Regions from separate parts of the Triticum aestivum genome. Here region 1 is linked to region 2. A link is a contact called in public HiCAR-type data. All regions are on one chromosome and are shown on one strand. The core of a region is the stretch at or near the end of the contact, and the rest is flanking DNA. Distances in the headings are between cores, read along the strand shown.

What was found. HiCAR-type assays count read pairs that join an accessible place to other places.
Region 1: a contact with region 2 is called in a HiCAR-type map of leaf, with 5 times the contacts expected there. The contact joins the promoter of LOC123189551 here to the promoter of LOC123189549 in region 2. A contact is called at or near these places in 1 of 5 Hi-C or Micro-C datasets (leaf) and 1 of 1 datasets of contacts at active chromatin or transcription factors (leaf).

The regions. Positions count from the first base shown.
Region 1 is chr2A:582,529,191-582,531,890 of IWGSC CS RefSeq v2.1, reverse strand. LOC123189551 (BTB/POZ and TAZ domain-containing protein 2) reads right to left here and starts at 1,321. Exons shown (of 3, transcript XM_044601993.1): 1 at 785-1,321; 2 at 1-683. The coding sequence starts at 886.
Region 2 is chr2A:582,327,656-582,330,355 of IWGSC CS RefSeq v2.1, reverse strand. LOC123189549 (probable long-chain-alcohol O-fatty-acyltransferase 5) reads left to right here and starts at 1,252. Exons shown (of 1, transcript XM_044601991.1): 1 at 1,252-2,700. The coding sequence starts at 1,722. It overlaps LOC123189550 (peptide methionine sulfoxide reductase A2-1), which reads left to right. Exons shown (of 2, transcript XM_044601992.1): 2 at 590-1,011. The coding sequence ends at 826.

The DNA of each region.
Region 1 (2,700 bases), core at 72-2,571, 200 kb before region 2:
CGCGCGCACCCGCCGGGCGCCATCTTTCTCGCGCACGTCGCGAAGTGCCGCATCAGCACCTGCAGGCCCCGGCACGTGCACCCCGCCCTCGCGCACGGCGCGTCCGCGTCCGCGCAGGCGGCCTTGGCGCCGGACTCGCCGGGGAAGATGTGCTCGAGGGAGGCCATGGCCTGACCGAGCTGCCGGCACGCCTCCTGCGCGGCCCTCTCGCGCGCCCAACGCTCGTTCCGCTGGTCGGCGTCCTCGAGGAGCGTGAGGAGCTCGAGCTCCAGCGCGGCGTCGTGGCGCCGCGCGAAGCGCCACCCGTCGGACTGCTCCACGGCCGCGAACTCCTTGGCCGCGAGGCGCGCGCACCGCATGTACAGCCGCGGCGCGTCGCAGAGCCTCGCCAGCTTCAGCATGTCCACGGCGCGCTCCGGCGTCAGGCGCGCCGACACGGCCGCCTCCGCCGCCCGCTTCAGCCACCCCACCCGGTACGCGTGCGCCAGCGCCAGCAGCTGCGTCCAGTTCGCGCCCACCGCCTCCTCCTCCGCGGGCACCACCTTGGACTTGGAGGAGTAGAGGAAGTGGATGAAGGCGTGGACGGCGTCGAAGGAGACGCCGAGGACGGGGATGGTGCACTCGGCGCCCCACCCGCGCTGCGCCCTGTCGATCATCCGCTCCAGCACCGGCGACGCCGAGGCCTGCATATCGCCGCCCGATTTGGAATTAGCCAACGATTCAAGAACACTCAAAAAAGCAAGATCCGCCGCATAAATCTAATATAAGCGGCAAAGTGGCTTACAAGAATGTAGGAATGCGCGGCGATGCTCTGCCCGTCCGACGTCACGACCCGCATGTCCGCCGGCGACGCCCGGTAGGAATCGACGCCCGCGCAGATCGTCATTTTGATCGCTTCCAAACTCCAGCTAGCTAGTACCCTCGCGAAGCCTCCGAATTCTCCTGGTCGACAAGGGCAACGGGACGCGTAGCAGAGCACCAGAGCACCGAGAAGCCCAAGAAACGGAGCAGATGGATCTCGGACCGGGCGATGTAGAAAGAGAATGAGAGGAAGTCTCGAGCTCAGCGACAGCTATATAGTGTCGTGGACAAAGGTAGCCGACGACGACGTGTAGCACAGTGCGTGCACAGCTATCGTCAACTCACGGGCAACGGGAACAACGGGAACAATGGGACGGGATGATCATTGGGAGCGGGCCGCGTCGTTCTGGACGGACGGAAATCATTAGCTAATCGCCGCCGTTGATGCGTCGAGGCTGATGAGGATTTGACTCCGGGGAGGAGGATCTCAGTCAGCGAGGTGATCTGAGGGGACGCCGACGGTGGGAAACCACCGGCAGTGGTTGAGCCGGGCTGAGCCGACGACCGCGATCGGGCCACGTAGGGGCTTCGTGCGCCACCAGTCTGGGTGCGGAAAGGGAACGGAGCTGTTGGGTGTTTGGCGGCGTTTTGTCACTTTTTGGGTGTGGAGTTCATCTTTTAAAATGGTTTCGGGTGTGGAGTTGATGACACGGATCCACGTTTTGTTTCTTCATATTTAATAATTTGTTTATTTATAATCGGATTCATTCATACCAAACGCGGTATTGATCAGAATTCGGAAGTTCTTAATTATTATTGCCAACTTTCTCGGAGACGGAACTTTATCTTCATACTACATACGCAGACGTGATTGCGCAATGTCTTCTTTTCTCAGGCCACATGCTAATGCGTTTAAATACTATACTTGTATAGTGTTGGTATATTATGGCCTAGTGTAATTTTTGAGATGTAAATAATAGTGGGGCCCAGCTTTTCTTTGGTACTCCTCTATACGGCAATAGCTGGCAAACATTCCCGGGAAGGCACCTCCGGAGCGAATGAAACGTTAGAGCTAAGGATGGCAATGGGTCGGGTTTGGATCGGGTTGAACAATATCAAATCTATATGCATATTCATGAAGGCAGTCCCAGCCCATCCATGAAATATCCATGGGCGAAAAATTATGACCATGTCCAAATCCGATGGATATCCATACCCATTGGATATCCATCGGGTCCTCTCAAGACCTATACATAAGACATAATTCATTGCACAATGTGCACTCTGCATTGGCGTGCTCACTCCCCGCCATGCAGTCATAGCCCTTGTGTTGTCCCACTGTTGCGGCCATGCATCAATGCGTGTGTGGAAAAGCAAAGACGGAGGGGTCAAGGAGATATGGAGCTGGGTTGTCGCAGGCCAATAGTGGCTGCTGCAGCGATCCACCTTACGTGGGGGTAGCGGCTGGCAGCGGCGGCCACCTCTAGGGCTATGAGAGGAGTAACTCAAGGAGATGGCACCGATTCTCAACAACAAGTCATTTAATTAGTGTAGATAATAGGATGAGAAGGTGTGTTGGAGTATGTTACGGTAGGGATTGTGTAATTTCTTTTGGATGTTTTAGATAAATGATAAAATTATAGTGGGACATGTGAATATGGGGTAGGTGTTGCAGAATATTGCTCGTTAAGTCAGACGATCGGGTCGGGTTTGGATATATCCATGGGTACAAGATTATGTCCATGTCCTATCCACGAGTAATCGGGTCGGGTTTGGGCGCTGCCCATGGGCGCAAAAGCATATCCAAACCCTATCCATTCGGGTTGGATATCCATGGGTATCCATGTCCATGGATAAAATTGCCATCCTTAGTTAGAGCATCTCCAGCCATTGCGTTTC
Region 2 (2,700 bases), core at 3-2,502:
ATGGTTCAATGGACCTGGCACGGGGTTGAGGGTTGACTTATTCTCAGTGATTAGTTGGTTCGCGTAGTTATCTGGCTCGTTAATACAGAGGAGCGAATATTCTCTCTTCTTCGGAACGAAATACTTTTATTTAAGATAAAGTAGACGATTTCAATCTCAAAGGGGATTCTTGTGGTCAAAGAGTATATAAGGCCTTTTAAGCCTTTTCTTGATTCGTTTGTATCTAGACTCGACATATTTTAGTAGGTATGTTCATTCATTTTAATATGTATGTAGTCAATATTTTGAAATAGCTAAAAGGATCATTGTATTGCCTCGGCGGATAGGAAAATTCACTACACACTTCATCGTATACACTTTTTAATGTGATCGATCCATAGTCCTCTGAGATTTCCGATGCACTGTCAACATTACTGTCTCCTTTCATAAACTTTTCTCACGATATGCACAAATTCTGAGAGTTCCCTCAAGTTGTTGATCTGACATAACAAATCTTCAGTGTCTCCCCGTTTTGCTATGGTTTTACTGCATGTTAGCAGCATTTGGCCTCCGCACATGGTTTACAAACCAATTTGTCGTTGCACTTCAGGGCAACGACGTCGGGACGCAGTACCGGTCGGGCATCTACTACTACACGGCGGAGCAGGAGCGGCAGGCGCGGGAGTCGCTGGCAGAGAAGCAGCGAGAGTGGAAGGAGAAGATCGTGACGGAGGTCCTCCCGGCGAGGAGGTTCTACCCGGCCGAGGACTACCACCAGCAGTACCTGGAGAAGGGCGGCCAGTCCGCCAAGAAGCGCTGCTCCGACCCCATCCGCTGCTATGGCTGAGCCTCAAGGTCATGGAGCACTGCCCCAGTCTCCGCCCGCCATTGCAGCTAGCTAAGCATCGCCATTAGCATCATAAAGGACACACCATCTGCCTGCCTGACTGTTGGTGTTACAATAAATAAACCCATGCGTGCAGCGTGTAAAGGTGAACTTGGCGCTTTTGTTTGCTCGATGATCTATGTTTATTTTGGTGTTTGCCGTGTACAAGTTTTGCAAGCGGGCATAATCCACTACCACTAGCGTTCAGGCTTCACTCCTCTGTATGGGCGTTTGAATTTGGGGGCGAATCAGCAATTCACCGTACAACCCGTGGGGCCCTGGCAATGAGATGCACTTGCGCTGTGTTTTCTCCTTAACTAGAAATCCTCATTCCATTCATTCAAAAGGGCTAAAGCTTTGATCTCTCACCACATGACACATGTGGTGAGCAATCCAAACTATTCAAAACAAAGCTTTAATCTCTCTCAAGAAAACTCCATTGAGGGATAATGGCTCCAGGAGGAGTTGTTGATCGCCTCAACCATCTGCTTCAATCACGTCGTTGGCTATGCCCCATTCTTGTTTCAATCCACTTGGGCTGTTGGGTGGGCTAGCATATTACCACTAGCATGTTTCCCTTTGGACGTTTGGTTCTGGCGAAACCGCAACATTATAAAATGATGACAGCGTCACCTCAAAAAAAAATGATGACAGCGGCGGGGCAGCCAAAAGAAGAAAATAAAAATGAGCCAATTATCGTGCTTCCATCTCCCAACTGAGCTTACACCGTTGACTCGAAGAAGACCACCACGAAATTCCCGATCTCTCGCGCGCTCCTGGATCTTGTAAACCTCTACCAGAAGGCAGCGCGGGTAACCTCCGGTGGCCGTCGCATCTGGGCCGACGACGATCAAGAATGTCCGGCGGCGACCTGCGCAGCCTGGCGGCGGTCTCGGCCACGGTGACCGCGGCCATGTGCTACGTCCGTTTCGCGGCCGGGCGCCTCCGCCCGGGCCTGCCCCGCCTCACCGCGTTCCTCCCGGTGCTCGCCGTCCTCCCGTTCCTCCCCTTCGCCTTCAGCGCCATCCACCCGCGCGCCATCTCTGGGTTCTTCCTCGCCTGGCTCGCCGAGTTCAAGCTCCTCCGCCTCGCCGCCGGCAAGGGGCCCCTCCACCCGTCCCTCCCGTTCCCCGCATTTGTCGCCGTCGCCTCCGGCCCGGTCAGGCTCCACGGCGACGGGCCCGACAAGGCTCAAGGCACGTCGTCGGGCCTGGACCTCGCCTCCTCCGCCGTCATGGCCGCGCTGCTCGCCGTCATCGTGTCGCTGTACTGGTACCAGGAGGCGATGAACCAGTACGTCCTGCTCACCCTCTACGCGTTCCACGTGTACCTGGCCCTGGAGCTGGTCCTGGCGTCGGCGGCCGCGGCGGCGCGCGCGCTGCTGGGCATGGATCTGGAGCCGCAGTTCGACCGGCCGTACCTGTCGGCGTCGCTGCGGGACTTCTGGGGCCGGCGCTGGAACCTCTCTGTCCCCGCCGTGCTCCGGCCGTGCGTGCACCGCCCCGTGCGCGCGCGCCTGGGCACCGCCGCGGGGGTGCTGGCGACGTTCCTGGTGTCCGGGCTGGTGCACGAGCTCATGTTCTACTACATCACGCTGCGGCCGCCCACCGGGGAGGCGACGGCCTTCTTCACGCTGCACGGCGCGTGCGCGGTGGCGGAGGCGTGGTGGGCGAGGCACGACGCGTGGTGGCGCCCGCCGCGGCTGGTGGCCACCCCGCTGACGCTGGCATTCGTGCTCGTGACGGCCTTCTGGCTCTTCTTCCCGCCGATCACGAGGCCCGGGGCCGACAAGCTGGTGATCGCCGAGTGCGAGGCGGCCGTCGCGTTCGTGCGGG